Linked DNA regions of Sus scrofa: region 1 is linked to region 2. The links are chromatin contacts, called in public Hi-C maps. All regions are on one chromosome and are shown on one strand. The core of a region is the stretch at or near the end of the contact, and the rest is flanking DNA. Distances in the headings are between cores, read along the strand shown.

Region 1 (4,407 bases), core at 1,302-3,801, 97 kb after region 2:
TGTCATCTATGGCCTTTATTATGTTGAGGTAGGTTCCATCTATGCCCACTTTCTGGAGCATTTTTAATTCACCTTATACCAGTCAGAACATACATCATCAGGAGTTCCCGTTGTGGCTCAGTGGTAACAAACCCGACTAATACCCATAAGTATGTGGGCTCGATTTCTGGCCCTGCTCAGTGGATAAGGATTCAGTGTTGCCATGAGCTGTGGTGTAGGTCACAGATGTGGCTTGAATCCCGCATTGTTGTGGCTGTGGCATAAGCTGGCAGCTGCAGCTCGGATTGGACCCCTAGCCTGGGAACTTCCATGTGCCACAAGGATGACCCTTAAAAGAAAATAATGTCCATCAACAAAAAGTCCACAAACAAGACATTGTTTGTGGGGATGTAAACTGACACAACCACTATGGAAAACGGAATGGAGCTTCCTTCGAAAACAAAAAGTAGAATTACCATTTGATCCAGCAATCTCATTCCTGGGCATCTATCTGGAGAAAAACATGATTCAAAAAGATACATGCACCCCAATGTTCACTGCAGCACTATTTACAATAGCCAAGATATGGAAGCAAACTAAATATCCATCAACAGAGGAATGGATAAAGAAGATACACACACACACACACACACACACACACACACTAGAATATTACTCAGCCATAAAAAAGAATGAAATAATGCCATTTACAGCAATACGGATGGACCTAGAGATTATCATACTAAGTGAAGTTAGTTAGACAGTAAAAGACAAACATCATATGATAACACTTCTATGTGGAATCTAAAAAAAGGATACAAATGAACTTATTTGCAGTACAGAAACAGACTCACAGACTTTGAAAACAAATGTATAGTTACCAAAGGGGACGGGTCGGGGGAGAGATGGACTGAGGGACTGGGATTGGCAAATGCACCCGGTAGTATATGGAATGGTTGGCCAATGAGGACCTGCTGTATAACACAGGGAACTCTACCCAGTATCCTGTGATAGTCCATATGGGAAAGGAATCTGAAAAAGAATGGGTGCTTGTATATGTATAACTGAATCACTCCAATGTAAGGCAAAAATTATCACAACATTGTAAATCGACTATACTTCAATAAAACTTTAAAATAAAATTTAAAATAAATAAGTAAATAAATAGGCAGGGGAGTATGCGGATACACACTGATCTCTGTACATAAAAATCCACCAAGATATAAATAATTTAGTGAATGGTAACTATTCTGTCACAAGAGCCCTGGCAGCTTAAGGAGTATGGGTTCGGGGTGCACAGTAAGCCCAATCCCTTCACTCGCATGGCCTGCATTTACTCTCCAGGTGTAGGAGGCCTATTGACCACCCCTTTGCACTGCTACTGCCCGTTATGGTGGTCAAAGGCGTGAAAGCTGGACACAAACATACTCCACTCAGGGAACCTGTGCAAATGAAACAGCCAGAGGTAAGAGGCTACGGGGAGCATGTACCCCAGAAGGGGCCGTCACTGCTCAGCTCTGGCCTGGAGTCACCCACCCTTGTCATTTTTCACAAAGAGCCAGATATATGGTCTCTTGTGCAAAGTGAGATATCTGAAATAAGCATGTGGTACAAATGCCAGTGAATCAGACAAAATATGTTTGCATCCACGTGTGACCCAAGGGTCATCAGTGTGCTTCAGAAATCGCTGATAAAAAGAGAAGGCAGGAGGCCTAGTCTCTTTAAAAAAAAAAAAAAGGAAGAAAGAAAGAAAGAAAAAAGAAAAAGAAAAAAGACAGGGCTCATTTAAAAAAAAAGAAAAGAAAGAAAAAGAAAGAGCTCATTGAAGTAGACAAAGAAAAGGCGCTGAGAAAGATCTTATCGGTTTATTTGAATAAAGTCTATCAGCACTGCATAAGCTCTTACGCACCTAATTCCAATAATGCTTATGATTTTTGTTAATAGCTACCTCCTTCCTATAGTCCATAGCAAGAGAACCCTTAAAACAAAGGTAAGTATGCTAGTTTAGGGACAAAAAACTGGGAGAAGTGTGGAAAATTAACATGAAGTCCTATTTCCCAACAGACCTAAGGGAAGAATTTCTGCAGCAGAAATTGATCAAGGCAGCTGGGAAAAAAGGAGGTTAACAGGCCAAAGCCCAGGGGCTTTCAGCATGAATCCCAATGGGAGGACAGAGGTGTGAGTGAGAAAGAGGAAGAAAAACAAAGACTGGTCACAGTTTGTAGAGACAGGAGAGGGAAGATCAGTGAACTGAGCAGGGCAGCAGAGGGTGTGTGTATGGGTGACAGGTGCTCCTTAAATAAGCTCCAAGGAACCCCAGAAGGACTCTCAGAGCTAAGTCCTCATCATAATTTTAAAAATACTTTTTGGGCATCACTCTGTCTAAGCTACTATAAGGTGCAGGCACTCCAGGGAGCATCGGTCACTCAGATAGGAGTTAGAGGCAGGGAACCAATCGCCTTCCCGCAGAGGGAGTGGCCAGTTCAAAAGCAAGTGCATCTGACAGGTCTACTGTGGCCTCTTACGTCCATTTGATCGGGAGGAGAGACTAAGCTCAGACAGGCTAACTGATGATTCACAAAGCTGAGAGAAAAACCCAAACCTCCTGATTCCCAGTATGGCATATTTCCTCCTGTACCACGGCCAAGGCATAGTGGACACAAACCAAAGAGAATAATGTGGAGACATTAAGAAAAAATGTAAGGCAAATACTCAGGGTGAACTCTTGATGAAACCTACATAATAAATATAAGGAACTCTTCTGTGCCCTAAGACTGGAAGTCTGCTGTATACAAGCCTCAGCCCATTCCCACAGAACGGATGGAAACCCAGAGCCCCGCCCCACCCCTAGCCCCCGTCCCACCCCAATTCTCTTCTCCATTCGTCTGAAGCAGTGAGGGACATTTTTCTTCCCCGTGGGACTTCACAGAGATGAACCAGGGCTCCCTGAAAAGCTGAAACAGGAAAGTTGGCCTGGGAATAATAAAATAGCAACCAACTAAGTCCCCTGAGCTCTGGGCACTGCTTCCACTAATAAGACTTATCTACAAATGCTGTATTGTATAAGCAAATCTTTTGAAAAATAGCATCTGGAGCTTTGAAGATGTGGACACAACTGATTAGAGCATGAGACACCTGTCTTTAGAGAAAAGTAATTATTTACCCCTTAAAAGCAAACCTGTTTTTTTTTTTTTTTAACAAATTGTCAGCTATAAACATTTTTTTAAAAAGTGCTTTGTCGAAGATTTGTATAATGGCTTAAATGTGATTTCAGGAAGACCAAGAATGCAAAATGGTATTCTGCTAACATGGAATTTGCTGCCCTTTGCAATTCTACAGCTGATCCCACTGCAGATTTCATTCTTTATGGCAGAATATGGAAATTCTGACATAATAGGCATATGAAACTTATAAATCTGGTATTCACATTTCTTAAAAGGAATGATCAATCATGACATGTTCTTTCTGTAATTCAAAGGTCTTTCCAGCAGGGAACGTCTTGCTATTTTTGAAAGAGCTCTTCAGCTCTCTAACCTGCTTCTAATTGGACCCTTTCTACTCCTCTAAACAACACTACAAAAGCTCTTTCCCTGTTAAGCCACAACAACGTTCAAAATTTGTAAGGTGTTTACTCATTCCTCTTGGTAAATCTAGGATAATCATAGTTTCCTCATCCCTGATTATAAGGTCCTTCCGAAGAATATTTTTATAATTATTTGCCCATGCGTCTTAGAGAAAATCAGAGTTTTCCCTTTTGAGCTTGTGGCAAGGATCCATGCAGACGAGAGGCACTTGGCTTACGTCCCCTATAAAATGCTGTCCTGGTAAAAGTGAAACCTCAACTCTCATGTTCCAGGTAGAGAATGATAAGCTTTCTGCTGCTGATTGAACTTCCAAAACATCTAACAGCAGAAAAAGAAATCCTCGACCAGGAGGCCTCACTGCTTTCATGCGACAAAAAAAAAAAAAAAAAAAAAAAAAAAAAAAGAATTTTACCAGGAGCACAGGAGAAAAAGAAATCACCAAAAACCAAACTACCAAACAGGAAATGCCAGCCTAAAAAGGTATGTTTTTACTCAATGACTTGTGGGGAGGAAAACGAGAAATTCAAAAAACAGACTCTGAAGAAGACGGCATTGAGAACTCTCCAGAGGCTGTTAGAAACACTATCCAGGTTTCAATCTCCTTCTTCTTTTTTTTTTAAAGTAAAAAACTCTACGTTGTTTCATTATACACAGGCATTAAAGTAAAGCTACGGTTGATGAAAATATTTTGGAACCTAATACAGGTGAGAGCCAACACTGTGAATGCACTAAACACTACTGAATCGTACACTTTAAAATGGTTCATTTTATCTCAGTAAAAAGACAGAAAGCAAAGCAATTGTATTCTGCTTAAGATGCATGAGCAATTTCTGCCACTTCCTTT
Region 2 (4,829 bases), core at 2,202-4,701:
TGTCAAACAAGTATCTTAAGTTTACTGATTTTCTCCCCCCCCCGAAATTTTACTAATTAAAAGTATCCAAGATTAAAGACTTCCTCAATTGATTGATGAACTGCTTTCACAGCTCAAATATAAAAAAAGACCAAAGGCTTTTTAAATAGAAATAGCATACTGAAAGAGGCAGGGATACTACCATTAACTAATTTTCCACTACTAAGAACAGCTGGAGTTCTCTTTGGTGCAGCGGGGTTAAGGATTTGGTGTTGTCAATGCAGCCGCTCTGGTTACTACTGTGGCATGGGTTCGATCCTTGGCCCAGGAATGTCCACATGTTGTGGGCAGGGCCCCCCAAAAAATAAAAGAAAAAAAAGACTAGCTACAACACAGTCATTGAATACTGCTGCAAGCCAGACACATCTCAGAGTTTAGAGGTGGTCACTCTCAGTTCCCCCAGTCTACTGATTAGGAAACTAGGACAGAAATATCAAATAACTTGCCCGACAATAGTCAAGGCATTATGTGCCTGACTCCAAGGTCCATTCCACACTACCTCCCCAGGAAGTTTGTACTTTTACCACTTTGTTAAATGAGGTTTTAAGAAAAAAGAAAAAAAAAATCGTATTTAGGCAACAGATCGGTTGTGCAATGCACAAAGAAAAGCAGGAAGGGATCAAAGGTGTTCAAACCAAGCACTGCTGAAGTTCATGTTTCATAGCCCCACGCATCAAGTGGGTCTGATGAGTCTTCAGTGGAAATGCAGTGTCTCACACAAAGGACGATCAAACATGGACATTTGATTTCCAAGCCCAGGGGAGCTTAAAACAGCATTAAATGAATAATCACAATGCTAAGAAGTGACAGGTGGGCAGCAAAAATAGCAGGGTGGGGCGGGAGATAACAGCGACTTGTAGCAGAACACCCTTAAGTATTCCACTAAGCTAAGGCATCGCTCTTGGAGTTCAAATTCTTGGAATATTCCAACTCCTTCTGTGATCTTGAGCAAATCGCAGCTTTCTGAGCTCCAGCGTCCTGAGCTGTAAATGCTGTTGGGTAATCCCAGGCATCTTCTCCAGCTCACAGGGCTGCTCTGCTCTCGAGATCAAAAGATTTCCTATGAAAGGATACTGTATGAAGGGACCATATAAACGAAAGGGGTTATTAGAGGATGGTTCGATGCTTAACGGGATAAACCCAGTCACATAAACACAAAGTTAAAACTAACTCTCCAAAGGTTCTGAAAAGCTGGGGTTTTACTATTTTAAAAACCACAATAATTACAGCGATCTAGGCTCAGTCTATGCATTTCCTTCAGTGTGCTGCAATAATGAGCAGGAAAAGGGCAGAAGCTGCTTCATTCGTCAGCAGACAGAAATTAACAGGGATATTAACATCCAAGAGAAGTCAGTCATCTGAAGGACTGCCAAAGTTATCTGAACCTCATTTACAATGCAAAAGGTAGAGGCTCAACAGCTGCCAGCCAAGAATCACAAGCTTGAATTTAAATGAATGCGCACACGCCAGGCCAGGGTATCGCTTCCAGCAGTTTGGATGTTGTGTGTCTTCTGAAAGGATTCCTAAAGCTCTGCTTGTAAACCTTGGAAAGAACAGAGCAGTATTTTGCACGTTTTCAAATCGTGGGCTTGGTAATCCATCATACACAAACCACTCACTTTTCTGCTCTTTAAAGAAAACCGTTTTCTCACATGGGTGAGGAACACACTTGACAAGGTAAAAGACCGAAACTTTTCGCTTTTAGAGACAGAGACTAAAATCAGCTCCTTGGCTTCAAAGATGTTTAGAATTTATGAACAGCGGGATTACAATCTGATGGAAAACTATGCAGCAGGGGCGATATGCAGGGCATATGTACAGTCTCTACACATAAGCCATAATTCCTCCATTCCCTAGGGTGTGACAGTGGTGCCCTCCCTGGCTTTTATCTAACCCACTCCGCACCGCGAACACTGGGATGGCACAGCTCTGACAATGCCAGTGCATTCTACCAGCGGTAGGACGGTGCGGTGGCCATCCTGACATGCTTCGGCTCCCGGATGGTTAATGGGAATGAAACCACAGCAGCCCTCCTTTGTGGCGCTTTGGCCAGAACAGCAGAAAGGAGACAATGAGCGTTCTGTGCGCAGTGCCGCGCCGATTGGCCGGTCTCTCCCCCCAGAAACCCCTGATGTCATGGGCTTGGAATGCAGGGAGGGAGGAAGGAAAGAGAGGATTTGGGGAGGGGGACGCCTCTCATCTCTTTCCCAGACCAAAAGTCCCAAGGATAAACCCAACGGTGGGCAAAGGGGCAAAACCAAGCGTTACCAAAGCCCAGTCACTCCAAACTACAGCCCGCCTCAGCAAGGAACCCGAAACAAAAGCAGCCCACGAAGCTTTCCCTGACGTCGTTAGAGGCTAAAGTACTACAAACTTCTCGGCGTTTTATTAAAACAAAACCCCTCAAGTCTACAGCAGATATGCCCAAAGCGGCGCGCTCAGGCTTTGTCTCCGCAGCCCGCAGAAGCAGCAGGGCAGCAACAAGCGCCTTAGGGATTCGAAAACCGCCCAGGGTCCTGGACGGCTTCCGTTGCCCCGGTGGCCCCTGAAGTCCGTGGGACGCTCGGCGATCTCCCACCCCGGGAAGACGCGAGGAACAATGGGAGACCCAGCTCCGCCACGTAACCGCCTAACTTTACTCAAGGCTTTGAATTCCGCCCGGAGGCTGCAGTGGGAGAAGGTGCAGGGTCGGCCAGGGGCCCGGGCCGAGGTGGATGGCGGAGGCTGCTCGCTGGGTCCCCAGCCGCGCCGACCGGCCCCACCTAAGGGCGAATGGCCACGCAGGAGCGCCCTCTTCCCGGAGGGGTGCGTCCTGCAGCCGCGATCCGCTCCTGGAGCCGAGGGCCGGCGTTGCGGGATTCCAGGAGCCCGGGAACCCACCGCCCGCCGCCAGTCGTGGCCCGCGGCGCTGGAACAAAGCCAGGAGAGCGCCTGGGAGCCGGCGCTTCGAGCGAGGGCACAGGACCGGGACGCGCAGCAACTCTCACGCCGCCCCGACATCTCCTCTCCACGAAGCCCGCCAGCCAAGGCGCGCGGGGCGAAGCGCGGCCCAGCGGCGCCCCGGTCCCATGGTCCCTCGGGCGGTGCCTTGCATCCCACCTCTCGCCCCAGGATCCCGCCCCACGCTAGCCCAGGCGTACCTTGTTCTTGACCTCGGCCGAGAGCCCGTAGGAAGGGCCCTTGTTGAAGTGGGTCATGATGATTCGGGCGGCGGGAAGAGGCTGAGCTCGGGTCCGGAGGTTCCTAGCACTTGGCTTCCACGCTCCTGGCCCCGAGGAGTGGCCGCACCCCGAGATGCTCGGAGCTCGTTCCCCTGGGCGGTGCAGGAGTCGTCCGGACGCGACGGCGGGCGCGGGGCGGTGCCTCGGCTGCTCGGTCGGAGGAGGTCCCGCAGAGGCTCCCAGTCGGCGCCGGAGTCCCGCACGAACTGCCCCCCGCCGCCTCCCCCGGCCCTTCAGGGATTGGCCGGCGAGCCCGACCAATGGAGGGCCGCCCCCTCCCGCCTCTCCCGCGAGGGGGCGGCGCGGCCAATTGAAGGGCGGAGGGCGCCGCGCTCCCTCCTCGCGCGGGTCCCGGGCCCCCGTCCCCGCCCTCACGCCACCGAGGCCCGAGGCGAGGCGGCCCCTCCTCCGGGCCTGGCCCGCCGAGGCCCGCCCGACCGTGGGAGCCGGCCCTCCCCTGCGCCCGGTGGCTTCCCGGCGGCGCAGCGTTCAGGTCCTCTTCCAGGCATCCGCTCCGGGCCGGCGGAGAGGAGGGAAGCCCACCAGGGCCGGCCCGCCGCGGACCCCCCCGCCTGCTTCGGCCGGCTTCCCGGCTGCAGGCCCGGCGCGCGCAGGTGGCAGGCAGGGTCCCTCCACCCGCAGCGGGAAACACCGGGAGCAGGCTTAGAGGCCCTGTGCCCGAGAAAAGGGGTTGTGGGGGGGGGGTCGCTCCCGTGGCACCTGCTTCTCGTCCCTAACCTCGCAGCTTCCCACACCTGTTGGTCTGACCTCTGCCCTGCTGCCGCCATGGGAACAGTCAAGGCTTTTAGCCAAATTCGAGCTCACTCTGGGTATGCTGCGCGGAAAAAAAAAACCTGGCAAAGCCTGGGCATTTCAAGACCTTTTCTGGATCCGCACCAGCTCGTTTTTACAAGCATCTTTATCCGGGGTTCAGCTAATCCAAAAACCCAGGTGGCTGTTCTACTTTTTTTTTTTTTTTTTTTTTTTTTTTTTTTTTAATCTGGAGGCTTCTTTGAACCAGATCTTTGTATACCAGTATCCTTGTATCCTTTAGGCCGGAAGCGACCTCCATTCTTTCATGGTCGGGCTTCCTACTTTCTTTCCCTCTCATTTTAAAGAAATTTGATAGAAGGGAACAGAACTTCCCTCACTTACTTGCCTGGGCGCGGGGCACTGTACTAGATGCCTTCCCAACCTTATCACATTTACTCCCCTCAAACAACCGGTGGCTGGACATCATACCCCTTGCGAGAAAGCGGCAAGTCAGAGACCTAAGTATCCTGCCTGAGGTCAGCCCGCTCCCAAAGCTTTGCCTCTTTCCATCACTTTCTCAGGCATGCTTTTCCACCCCTGAGATCCTCCTAGGAGAGTTCTGTTTAGCTCTCAGAACAGATCCTGGAACCAGGTGTGGCGACGTGCTGAAGAAGAGAGCCAAATATCTTACCGAAGCTGAGCCATCCTGGAACGGAAATGAATAAGGCAACTTTAAAGGAAAAAGTCCCAAACTGCTATTAGCTTTTCAGACTTTTGAATGGAGGGAGGAATGGAGCGGAGAGGGCTAACTGGTAG

Evidence for each region. Hi-C and Micro-C count contacts between places; a contact is called where the count stands out from the background.
Region 1: a contact with region 2 is called in a Hi-C map of embryonic fibroblasts, with 4 times the contacts expected there. A contact is called at or near these places in 1 of 5 promoter capture datasets (fetal skeletal muscle), 8 of 47 Hi-C or Micro-C datasets (adipocytes, embryonic fibroblasts, heart right ventricle and 4 more) and 1 of 2 datasets of targeted methods (skeletal muscle).

The regions. Positions count from the first base shown.
Region 1 is chr4:122,405,460-122,409,866 of Sscrofa11.1, reverse strand. The region is part of intron 3 of ALG14 (UDP-N-acetylglucosamine transferase subunit ALG14 homolog); the gene reads right to left. Among named protein-coding and RNA genes, the nearest start is that of ALG14, 64 kb to the right of the region's middle.
Region 2 is chr4:122,503,072-122,507,900 of Sscrofa11.1, reverse strand. CNN3 (calponin-3) reads right to left here and starts at 3,451. Exons shown (of 8, transcript XM_003125902.5): 1 at 3,180-3,451. The coding sequence starts at 3,236.